Regions from separate parts of the Zea mays genome. Here region 2 is linked to region 1. Evidence: chromatin contacts called from public Hi-C data. All regions are on one chromosome and are shown on one strand. The core of a region is the stretch at or near the end of the contact, and the rest is flanking DNA. Distances in the headings are between cores, read along the strand shown.

Region 1 (6,607 bases), core at 2,196-4,695:
CAGACACATTATGCAAATGTTTCTAGTGAAGATTAGTGACTTACACGATGTAAAAGAATGTTTAGCAAAGAGGAAACTTTATTTATATGGTTTACTTATTATTAGGCATCCTAAAAAAGGTGTGGCGTCTGAGGAAGGAATAGTCGAGGCAAGCTTTTTGCAGATAGTGGCTGCGTCGAACCCAAGCACGCTAAGAAATTTTGATATATAGTGGTACAGGCTGCAAGCCTTTTTGGACTTGAATAGTTTAGTTGGATACTTGGATGTTGAGGAACCTCGTGGCAGTTGTTATCTCCAAATATTATTGGTTCTCATGGCCTGCTAATTGCATGCTGAGTATTTAATTGCTAGATATAGCTTCACGTCCTTGCACACTTGAAATTGCATGTTTTCAGCGTTAGAAAAAAGCAGGACGGGGCCATAAACTTATAGTTCGTTTGGTTTTCTCACTAATTTGTTTGTTTGATTTGTAGAATGGAATGAGTTGATCTATCATCATATCATTCTTCTTAGTTAGTTAGTATTAATATGATGAATGTGGTCATCCCACCAAATTTGATGAATAGATCTATGATATACCACCTCATTTTGGATGAAGCTCATTTTTAGATAAAGTGATTCCTCAAATCAAACTACTTTTTTCTTTAAATCGCAGGCCCTTGACTATCTCCAGAAGAGCCGTGGGATTGAAAAGACAAAAGAGCTTGCACGAGAACATGCTGATCGTGCAGTCAAGGCTATAGAATCTCTACCTGATAGCGACGACGAGGATGTTCTGACTTCAAGGCGTGCTCTTATTGATATCACAGAAAGAGTCATCACACGGACAAAATAGGAAGGTGTTCGGCGTCCATAAGGTGAATGGAGAGCTGAACCTCGCCTTTGGCCTAGTGTTTCACTTGGATTTTCTTTTTTGTATACTTCGGTTCATTGCATTCTTTTCGCAGCCAAAACCCCAAGTTTTGTGTATCATTGCTGAAATTTAGGATTAAGAAATGGCCCTGCATTTCTGGGAAGCTTCTAGAGGTTTTGGCTGCATGTGGCAACAAAATATATGTCACCGATTGCAATGGCACCAGATATCGTGTAGCCATATAAGTGTGGGAGCATTGTACCCAATATACACTCCCGTAAAGACTAAGATAGTACTACCATAAAATATCTGTTAACCGTTCCTCTTCAAATTTTGACTCTTCAAATTGATGGTTGTTTCTCGTGAACACGTGTAAACTTGGTTCCGTGTGCAAATTGAAACCAATGTATTCAATCTCCCATAAGGGCATGTATAGTAGAGACCAAAATGGTTCTCCAACCATAACATATAACTAAAAAACTATTATACAATGGAGTGTATAAATGTAGCTCACTAATAAATACTAATAAATACAGAAGTAAGACTTTGTTTGGTTTGAGGGACTAAATGTTAGTCCCTTTATTTTAGTTCTAGGCAAACAATGGGATTAAAACAGGGACTACACCGTTTTAGTCTCTAGTCTCTTAAGAGATGACTAAATGGGACTAAATCATATAAATTCCACTTTTGTCCCTCCTTTATTTTAGTTGCGCTAATGGCGTAAGAATGCTAAAGGATATTTTAGTCCTCTTATGGTTCATTTAATGCATTTTGAATACTTTTCGTCTCTAGAAGCAAACATGGCAGAGACTAAACTTTAGTCTACTAACTAAATTTTAGTCTCTGGACTAAAGTAACCAAACGGGCCCTAAATGCACTTGTATAGCATCGAATCGATAAAACAATTGATGAATTCGTACAAGTGAGGTGTCTGTTGCTACTTAAGTTACGAGCCAGAGACGTATCTTTATATAGAGACGACTCCACATTTTTTTTTTGCAAAAAACATCTTTAGACACCTTAAAAGCCTGTATATTAGGATGCCGTTTGGTTCATAAAATGTAACGTAAATGATAATGATTCACACCTGAATACCGGCGGTAACAAGTTTGAATAGGCCGGTATTTATTTCTAGTGTGGTATTTGATTATAGTTGGATTTAAATAAACATGATTTTACGTTATTGGTTATCCATTATGTGAACCAAACAGTCACATAAACGTCACTGTACATGGCCTATGCCATAACGATGGAGCGTTGCAAACTGAAATGTATTCAATAATGAATGGACGTTACAAAATGGCGCCGTTGATTGACCTGACGCATCATCATGATTCAAGGTCTAACGGGCCTGGCTCCAGAATCTCTCTTTGGCCCATGCAATCGCCTCATCCACCGCAGCAGCGCCGACGCTGTCGATGTCGTCGCCGTCGTCCATCAGCAGCGGCGCCCGCTCCCTCACCTCCATCACTACCTCCTCCAGTCGCCGCGGTGCCCTAGCCAGCGGGTTGGTGAAGAGCGACGACGACGTGGCTGACGGCGGCGAGTAGTAGTACCCGTAGTCAGCGCCTGAGTAGTCGGTGATGGTGGTCTCGGCGGCCGGTGACTGCGCCCCGCGTGCTGCCTGCCGGAAGCTGGTCGCATTGCTGCTGGTCTCCGGGTTCGACGTGAAGCAACAGAAGCTGCTGCCCCCTCGGTGGTTCCGGTGGTGTCGCGTTGCTGCCGACCCGTCGCCGCCGGCTCTGCTGTGGTTCGACCTGCTGCCGGCGGCCTTGGCGTCGTCGCCGTAGTAGTAGCGAGCTGCCGGGTACGGGGCCGTCGAGCACGTGGAGCTGCTCTGGTAGTACTCCCCTCTCGTCGACGTCGATGGCGGCGACGAGTCATATCGCCGCGAAGGGATCGTCACCGGCCTGCCATGTATACAGCGGCCGCAATCATCTTAATTAGCATTAATAAAGATGATCCCGATGCATGCTTTGTATTAGGCATTTTGTGAAGCATTTTTCATCGTCCAGCTTCTCCACTGGCACGACTGTCAATCAGTCATTCAATGAGCTCCTACCTGAGCCTAGATGTGAAGGAGGAGAGCGTGGCGTCTGCGCGGCTGCCGCCGCCGGCGGTGGCCACCGGCCGGCAGAAGCCGGCGGATGGGAACTCGTCGGAGCTGACCGCCGACGATGACTTGGACTTGGAACTCGACCTCGACCTCATGTGACGACGGGCGCCGAAGATGTCGTCGAAGAAGCCCTGCTCCGTGGGCACGGCCGCCGCGCGCCCGTTGGCGTAAGGCCGGCGACAGAAGGCCTCGGCACCGCCGTAGCTCGTGTACTGGTGGCCGTGGCCCGTCGGGGAGTGGTAGTCAACCGCCTCGCCGCCGAAGCTGCGGAGGAGCACCGTGCGAGGTGGCCCACCGTACACGTCCCGGAAGTCGTCGGGGGCTAGGTTCTGGTGGCCGGCGGCGTGCTGGTCCGACGACCGCTGCCTCGGCAGCACCGAGCCCATCGTGCACCTCCACGACTCGTCCATCCTTTCTCTCTGGCTTATCTGCGAGCTAGAGAGCTTTGTGCGTGCGAATGGAGGTGGTGATCTTTATGCAAAGGAGAGCGATGGAGCTAGCTATATATATAGGCCAAGCAGGAAATAGCTTGACGCTTTTTGTTTCGTCAGATGCATGTGTATATATACTAGTAGCTCGTTCTGCATGCATGAATGCATCTCTGTTTGTAGGTACAGAAACGGTACGAACATGTACTGTTAGCATCTTTTCAAACTGCACATGTTGACCCCCCAACTAATTTCCTGCTGTAGGGATTAAGCTGAATTGTTTTCTGAAACTGGTGCTTTGTTTTGCCTCCATCTGGTGAAAGTAGTTCTTCCCAACAGTAGTGTCTGTTATACCATACACGTACATACATAAACACATGGTTAAATGTAGCCAGTCAAACTTTGAAAGCATGCATGATGAAGTACTCAAATGGCCATAATCATGTGTAACAGCTTTGCTAATCCTGTACTGTAGTTACGCTGGTTCGTACACACATTTACGCAACTTTTGCCTACGGTTTATGATGTAGCACATACAGCCGTGCTATGCATAGCACACTAGCCAATCTCTCTATTGACAGGTTTTGTTTTATGTTGCTTAGCTGTTGATGTAGTCTGGGATATGATAATTAGATGAATAATGCTGTGTGCAACAGGTGAGTAGCCAATGGATTGATTGACATTACCTTTTGGAGGGGAGGAGGCATGTGATGTGGGATGATTGTGTTCTGCTACCCTCTTTGTAGACAGAGCATCATGGTGGCTGATACATGCCCTCATTCTTCCAAACTCCTCACTCTTCATTCTCATGCATGTTATTTTTTTTATAAATGCACTCCCTGTTCCACTTCACACTACTACTTTTTTGTGTGTGTTTTATTTATTTTGGTGCTCTTGCACTGTGTAGCACTCAACCATGTTATCACTACGTTTAGAATTTAGATGTGCTATCGAATAATTATCCATCTGAAAGCTGAACAGTCTAGGACCAATCCAGTGTCCATGGAAAAGGCTACTAGGTAGAGACAGATCAAAGTGGTTAATCACTCTAGCATCAGGCAAACCTTTTCCTTTTTGGACCAAATTAACACCAAGCATAGTGTGTCTGCCTCAGGTTTAAACAACACTAGCAACTTGAGGCACTACAACTCAGGAGCAGCTCACCATTAGGCTGCAAATCATGTGGAGTGTGCTTAAAGCTGTAAGCTTGGGGTACTAAAAGTGAGCTACAACTTGTGACTGCAGATGCCCCTATACATCGCGCATGTTTAAAAACTCCAGCAAAATCTTGGCCAGAATCACATGGATGTTTATTTAAGTTACTACCCTGCAATCCCAGATCCACATACAACTGTGCCTCCCTGTATTTGTATGATCTATGGAGATCATGCATGCTATATCTCCACGGATCCACAACAGCTCAGCATGCTCAAAACCATCTGCATCAGAAATACTAAGCAAATTAGACATGGATGTTTGTCAGCTTATTTCAGGCATAAAAAACTGAGATCCTTCCTTTGAAAAAAGGAACATATTTTACTTTTACTGCAGCCTGCTGGACTGGACCCCGCTGTGTTCTTCCTATGATCAGTCAGTCAGTCCCAAATTCAGAGCATGCAGATCAACTGATCAAGTATGTCTGTCCATTCATTGCCCATCATGAATCCCAGTCAAATGTCGAGCTTGACTCCACACGCATACATGCACTTTCCGGAGTTTTTTCATTCACAGACAAACATAAAAGACATTTCAGAGTGAAAAAAATGAGGCTCTAGATTTTATCAAGTGCGTTAGTAGTTTGTTTGGGTAATCGATTATTAGCCTTGGTGGCTATAAAGTATGAATACGTAGCCGCATCATCGGTTGTAATTAATGAAGCAAGAATAACTGGCCTTGAGATTCGTGTTCATGCTCTGTCAGAAGAGCTTTGCCATACCTGTAACTGTAAGGCTCTCAACATCTAACGATGAATAAAAAAAAACAGTTAAAAACGGCTTAAAATACTGATTTGGTAAAAAAATGTGGTGATCCTTTCAGATTCAGGTAGGTTGCAGCAAGAACAGTGGCGGCGTAGCTCGGCCGGTGCCAGCAGCCCAGCAGGCAGCTTCTTGCAGTTGCAGGGGCAGCAGACACAGACAGGATCAAGGACGGGAATGATTCGGTGTCCCACAAGGCGTGAGCAGGCCAGGCAACGATCGGAGCGAGGGGGCGGCGGTGATGCGCATGATTCGCCGGTGTCCCCCTCGCCGGCTGCAAAAGCTCGCGGCGCCAATATTTGTGCGAGCAAAGGTGGAGCAGCGCCGCAGCAGGCTGGGGCTTTTGTGCTCAAGCTGATTCCTGAAAAGAAGCGTAAAGAAGGCGAGCAGGAGAGCAATCTACGCAAAGCGCCATGATAACCACTGCAATTTGTGGGGACGTCATGGAGCTAACTAGTGTAGGTTCAACATAACTAAAAGACGAAATCTTTCGCCTGAAATTCATATGCGCACTCCTTGTGCATGTATTTATATGACTCGCCTCTACATATGTTTTTTTTTCATTTCCCTTTTTTGAAAGAAGAAAAAAGAAAAGGGCAAAAGGACGAACATTTTAGGTGTGCATCTTCAGGTGAGACACTGAATATGCCTGCAGAGGGGATTCAAATCTAGCTTTGTAGATTGTTAATGATCCATGGAGAACATGTCGAGCAAATCGGCATACTACCTGTTACGCAGCTTTGAGAGACAAGCTCATGATGATGCACCACAAACTAGCAACATGCATTAGTGGCAGAGGAATGGAACACCATGGACTTTTGAGCTTCTGATACCTCCTTCCATCGCAAGAGTGCATGTGGACCACCAGCTAGCAATGTTGGGAGCAGAGGGGAGACCAAACCGTGCCTGCAAATTGCTAAGCTTTCCAGGCTTTAAAAGAAGCAAGAGCTCAGCTTTACACACATGTATGTATGTACATGAGACCAAACTATAGCTTTCTCCTTTTTCACTTTTATATACTTATACACAATCATCGCAAAGGAATACTAATAGGCGGCTCTGGCAGCCCAAACGGCAGAGGCTCACCCTGCAGTTGGTGCTGGCAGTAACTGAAGAATTCATGCAAGACACTGCAAAACTATCTGCATTGCTCATGTTAACCTCACCTTTCGTCCAATCCTGTGCATGCTCGTGTGCTCTGGCGCAGTTTTGTGAGATTAGTTTAGTCAGTTTG
Region 2 (6,607 bases), core at 1,571-4,070, 160 kb after region 1:
CAGGGGCTATAACCTATGGCTTTTGGTGAAAATCACTTTTTCCTTTTTTATTAGAAAAAAGTGACTTGCCCTCTATTTTTTGCAAAAGAATCCCGTCCACCACCATACGTATGGAATCAGGATCGTATTGTTATGTTTCCTTAGCAACGTATCCCGTATCCTACCCTAATATATTTCTCTCGGATACCGGACCGGATATGGCTAGTTAAGATTCAGGACGGATACAGGACGGGACCGGGTAATAATCTGGACGGGTAAGAAACGGATAACGGATACTACTCGGGTAGGTACCGGATAATTATCGGGTAGTTCATCCGATGATATTAATTGTCCAACCATCCATAAGTTAAGCAATGATTTCAAGTCGGGCGACTTGCTAGTCGATACACCTAGGCGACAAGGTGACTAATCACGATTAGGACGACGACTAGGTCGACTAATCGGGTCCTAGTTGACCTGGTCGTCCCTACAGCGCTCCTGCATATTTGCAGGACCTATGTATATAATATTGATATATATAGCAATATAGCATATAGGAGGCAATACCAAACATAAGTACATAACAAATATGAATACTGGAACTGGACAATTCAGATTTCAGAACATCAACATCAGTCACTAACTTAATTATATATAGCAATATAGTATATAGGAAGCAATACCAATTACCAAACATAGCAAATATGAATACTGGAAGACAGAATTCAGATTGCAGATTTCAGAACATGAACAATTGAACATCAATTACTACTTAGTAGTCACTAACTCAATAATTCATATGATGCAGAGTTGCAGACTTACTAGTTACTATATAAATGCCAAGTGCAGACTTACTATTGACCTAAACTAGGAGTCCAGGGCAACTAATCGCCCCACCCAAATTGGACGACTAGTCGCGTTTAGTCGACGACTAATCGGACGACCAAACGATTAATCGAGCAGATCGGGCCGCCCTCCCTAGTCGTGCTAACAGAACCGATTAGCCCGACTAATTGCGACTAATCGCAATTAGTCAGACGACTTGAAATCACTGAAGTTAAGCAATACATAATCATGTATATGATAGATCAGATGTAAGAAAGGAAACCGGTAAAATTGACATCATGCAGTTCAAAGTTGCTTATCACAAGGACATTGTAGAACCAACACCGCAATATTTAAAATTCATAAAATATTCTAGTTTCACTCAAAAATTGCAAATAAGTTACAAAAACTAATAAACATTTTATATGAAGATAACTCAAGTCCTCGTATGAAATTAATGAAGTGAAGTACTGATTATGTTGAAACTTGGATACTTACACTGATTTCACATGTAACTCATACAAATAAGTGAAAGTGAAAGGAAAAAAACGTGGGCATCTTATAGATCTTATGATCTAAATATTTTTATGGTTACATATGGACATATGTTGTATCTCCGTAAAATTTCACGATTTTTTAGGCTATTTATGTATTATTAATTTCTTGTCATAGAAAATCATCAAAATACAATTAAATCATTAAAATATTGTAGTATCGACCGAAAAATACAAATAAGTTACCAATACTAATAAATAGTCTATAAAAAGATAACCTTAAGTTCCCACATGGAGATAACCTTAAGCACCCACATAAAAATGATAAAGTCTATTAATTTAATATAAATTTGGACATTATTTCAATGATTTTGGTCTAAAATATATGTTTAAACAAAAAAATGATGTATTACAAAGTCATAGATCTCTTCAAGCTCTACAATTTTCATATAAACTTTATCTTCATCCGATTTCATATGTAAAAGTTATGATTTTATAACTATATTATGCAGAAAAAGAAAAAACGGATATCCGAATTCCGGGTACCATATTCGACTCGGGATTTTCAGGTATTGATCGGGTATTAGTGATTTCATATCCTACCCGTATCCGAGGTTCAATATCCGAGTAATACCTGTATCCGTCCCGATAAACAAAATACCCGTATCCGTATCAAAATTACGTCTCGTTTTCATACCCGTATTTGATATCCGTTTCGGGTACCCATCCCGTTTTCGTCCGTATGCATCGGGAGTCGGGACAGGTGAATTCCGGTGGTCCGACCGGACCTGAACCTACAGCAGCCAGCCGTGCGCGGCTTGGCCTCCTGCTTCACCTTCTCTGTGGACGCAAAGAGTACCCGTGAGGCCGTGAGCCGGCCATCTAGGCCCAAGGACGCCATGGCGCATGCAACATGGTGATGCAGAGCACGACCGAACTAGTTCCGTCCATATCCACCAGACTACTTGGGTCTGAAAGTACAAGAGTTTTTTTGTTGAAATAGTTGTCTGTTCATGTTGTTTGAAAAAAAATTATCTAAAATTTATTTTGAAAAACAATATAAAGCCATGTTGCTAAACGGTTTTTTTGATAAGGGCTTTGGCTCCCCAGAAAAGCTACACGCGCGAAGAAGCCAGAGCCAAAAACTATTTTTATAAAAGCTAAAGTCCTGCCGAATCCTTAAACTAGTTCATTTTTCACCATCTTCTTCAACGTAGGTGGGGATTTAAATTTCCAAACTTGCTTTAAGGCCTCTTTGACATTGTTTTTTGGGGGGTTTCAGCTCTAACTCACCGTGAAGCCCTGCCGAACGCTAAAAAAATGATTCATGGGAGCACTTTAAAAGCCAAAACTGTTTTCTTGTTAGGAGATAAAGCATAAAAAAATATGGTTTCTAGGGGCTCTTTCCACATTTTTCTCATACATCACTAGAAAATAAAAGAGAAGTTATTTTGTCAAATGAAATGTAAAACAACTCTCTCTTCTCTATATAAGTCATTTGCACAGAACGCAGAGCCATACCAAAAGGGCCGAGTTGTAAACATGAAATTTTGAAAAAGAAAAAAACTAAAATACACAATGAAAGAAAAATCGGCCGCCGCCCTTTGCGTCACCTTTTCTCCAGCTCATCCTCCCTGCCTCCGATCTCGGGAGCAACTGAAGCATGTCTTGGCGGTGGGCTTTCGCGCGCCATGTCGCCCAGGCGCAGAGGCTCCTGCCCACCTCGTCGGCCGGCGGTGGCACTGGCCTCCTGGGTCGGCACCACCACCACATGCCCCTCGCCTCCCAGATTCGGAGCAAGGTCCACTCCCCCGTTCCCTTCCCATACTTTACCCTGTGCTGGTGCAGCTGGTGCCTGCTGGTGCTGGTTGGCGGCCGAGCTGCCAGCCACAGTCCGCGTTGTGTTTGCGCTGCTTGTGCCGCGCCCCGGTAGAAACCGTTTGGGGTTGCGCTTCTAGTGATCGCATTGGCGCGAGTTTGCCCTCGTTAATACGCTCTCTAGTCCCGTAAATCACAACGAATAGCAACCGGTCTTTCATATGTGGCCATGCAGTTCGTGGTATGGGAAAAGTCCGGCTTTTCGGTTGCGCTGATACAGGCTCTGTAGTCTGTACATTCTGTATCGTTTAGAATGTGACTGGTTGCAGAGGTGTTGCTCTCGTGAGCTCTAGATGGTTGCATGATGCCCAATACCAGGTTCGCCAGAACGGGGCCTCCATGGATCAGGAAGTTGAGGCATTATCTTTGTAATCATTCGTTTCGTGCTTCTCATTTAGTGTGAAATGATCACTTCTGCCTTTTTCTTTCAAAGGGTTAGGGCAGGGCATAATTTTAAAATGAAGTAGGAAATGATAGTTGAACATAAATTCACACTAGTTAGTTGCCCGTCATGCTATGATTTCTATATATCATATGAGTAGACTTTGTTTTAATAAGACATAAAAATATATGTATTGTATTTGTTAGGTGGTTGTGAATGTGAAAACAACAAACAAGATTCGAACCCCCATTTTACACAATTTTACTTTGTTTTTGCATTAAGCGGGAAGGATGACGCGGAACAACCATTGAAACTAATGTTTTAATATAGTAGAGAAAGTCATTGTGTGTCACATTATTTAGTTGACTGCATCTTGTTGCTATTACATCTCTTGTCTGTAGCACTGTGGGTATCTTTTTTTCTAATGCAGTGTCAATCGATGGCTTCTCATCTTAAGCCTATCTTGGATATTATCACCCTACATTAGTTATCATATGAGAAAGCTTCTATAAAGATTATAGACCCAATATGATTCCTTTTTATAGATATGCTGTTCGTCCATCTCCAGATCAACAAAGGGGTGAAATGACTTTCAGTTGTTAATTCATAAAAAACATGTAATGCACCCAGGTACTAAGATACTGTTCCTGGTTTGAGTTTGACTATGCTAATATGGCAAAGAACACATTGTGCTCTTGTACAGGATAAATTGATTTTCTTTTCATCATTTGAACTGTTTTATTTGATGTTCGACTTGAAAGAAAGTTTCATTCATATTGCAACAATAAGGCTTTGATGTTGTTTTTGGCATTAATCAAAGATTATCTTAGGGTGAGTTTGGCAGAGCTTCCAAAGCAGCTTCTAGGTTGAATCCAGGAGAAGCTCTGCCAAACAGTAATGAGGAGTGATTCTTTACTGGTTCTGTTAAGTGATTCTATGAAATGAACTAGGAGGCTGGGCGCTGAAAAAATTAGCTTCTCCTGATTCAATTTACACACAGGATTTTTTTGTATAAGTAGAGTTTATCCTAGAGAATCAGTTTCAATCAAAGAATCACTTCTCACAGAGAATCAGCTTCCGTCGAGAATCTAGAGGAGGAGCTCTACCAAACTGGCTCTTAGGGGATGTTTGGATGGTGCCCTACCAGGAAGCTAGCTGGCCAGGCAATGATCTCAGCCCTAGGCGACTGAAATCCAATGCCTGAGAATCGTGTCTGGCCAGGTAAGTGCATGGGGAGACAACCAAACAAGCCTTTAATCTGTTCTGGATTTATCCTCGGCCTTTTATTTTGTTTGAAATGTGGAAGTTTTTTTTGCTGTAATATAGTATGAAGAGTCTAATTTTGTAAATGTTCTCAGGAACAGCAAGATCCATTTGAATTAGTCGCCGATGAGGTATCACTTCTTGTAAATCGGTTACGATTCATGGTGTCTGCTGAGGTCAGTAAGCAGTTGATCCTGTTCAGCAGAACTCGTCTATTCATCGGTGTAGTACTCCTATGGACTACTGGCAGAAAAGATGTAGTGGGAACCCTAACTCTAAATTAGGGTAGGCATGTGTATATATATTAATAGAGTATGAGTTAGGTCAAAGTCCAACTACATAGACACAGATACAATAATCCAACATCCCCCGCAGTCATAACTCTAGCCTGGACAGATGTTGAGATTGGACAGAAACTCCGAGATCATCATGGATGGTAGCCCCTTGGTGAAGATGTCGGCGAACTGTGAAGTGGTCGGGACGTGGAGGACACAGACATCACCGATGGCGACACGCTCGCGGACGAAGTAAAGATCTATCTCCACGTGCTTCGTGCACTGGTGTTGCACGAGATTGGTGAAGAGGTAGACCGTGCTGATGTTGTCGCAGTAGACGAGTGTGGCGCACATGAGGCTGTGGAGCTCATTGAGCAGCTAACTGAGCTAGGATGCCTCAGCCAAGCCGTTGGCCATAGTGTGTTACTCGGTCTTGACACTGGAACAAGAGACAACAGGCTGCCGCTTCGAGGACCAGGAGACAAGGTTGGTGCCAAGGAACACGGTGTAGCCAGACGTGGACCAACGCGTGTCAGGGCAGCTGACCCAATCAGCGTCGGTTTAGATGACCAACTTAGAAGTCGAAGTGGGCTGAAGAAGGGTGTAATCGAGGGTGCCGTGGAGGTAGCGAAGAATCCGCTTGACAGCGGTGAGGTAGGCCTCCCACGAGGTGTGCACGTGAGCAACAACCAGTCAACTGGTCGGAGAACACCGACCGAGTGGCGAGTGACCATCGGTTGGACATGGCGGGGGTCGTTGTGGATGGCGATAGGGTGGTGCACCAGTGGCTCGTCACGGGAGCGGGCCAGGGCATGGGGTCGGTTGTCGTTGGAGAGGACTTGTGGATCGGGCCGCACATGCTGTTGTTAGACGAGGGCGGGATCAGTGAAGCGAGCCAAAGGTGTTCAGACAAGCGAGGTCGCGTGTGGCACAGGTGAAGATGACGATGTTATTGGGCTGCATGCGGCATGAGCAGAGGTAACGGGGTCGCGCATGGTGCAGGCAAAGACGACGGGGTCACGTGTGGTCATGGCGCAGGCGACGGGGCCATGCGTGGCACGTAAGAGGGCAGGGGAAGAGAAGGTACATTGACAAAATCAGCATCAATTAGGGATCGAGGTCGGGAGGTGGGGAAGAGTCATGGAGGGAAAAGACGACCTCGAATTAGGGAAAAGCTGGAGGAGTTGGCAACACAACATATTAGTGGCAGTGCGAATCATGTGCTCGGTCCGACCGCTCTGAGGGGAGGTGGGAAGACATGACACTCGCAGCTGCACACCATGGGTGAGAAAGAAGGTACGAGATGTGGACTTATCAAACTCTCGCTCATTATCACATTGAACACTCCGAATGATGTGACCAAACTGAGTGGACACCCATACAAAGAAGGGAGATAGACTGGTGAAGGTGTCAAACTTGCGGTGGAAGGGAAAGGTCCATAGGTAGGGAGAGAAGTCTTCCAGGATGACTAGATAGTACTTGTAACTGGAGATGTCCAAATTCACAGTGGA

The links. A called contact is a pair of places that touch in the nucleus more often than the background predicts.
Region 2: a contact with region 1 is called in a Hi-C map of root tip, with 4 times the contacts expected there. The contact joins the promoter of LOC103626280 here to the promoter of LOC100276163 in region 1. A contact is called at or near these places in 3 of 25 Hi-C or Micro-C datasets (ear and root tip).

What each region holds. Positions count from the first base shown.
Region 1 is chr5:43,413,201-43,419,807 of Zm-B73-REFERENCE-NAM-5.0, forward strand. LOC100276163 reads right to left here and starts at 3,446. Exons shown (of 2, transcript NM_001150015.2): 1 at 2,916-3,446; 2 at 2,027-2,763. The coding sequence starts at 3,379. The coding sequence ends at 2,196. It overlaps LOC100279314 (decaprenyl-diphosphate synthase subunit 1), which reads left to right. Exons shown (of 13, transcript NM_001152335.1): 12 at 656-857; 13 at 4,054-4,718. The coding sequence ends at 835.
Region 2 is chr5:43,577,419-43,584,025 of Zm-B73-REFERENCE-NAM-5.0, forward strand. LOC103626280 (solanesyl-diphosphate synthase 1, mitochondrial) reads left to right here and starts at 2,821. Exons shown (of 11, transcript XM_008646669.4): 1 at 2,821-3,099; 2 at 4,923-4,997. The coding sequence starts at 2,962.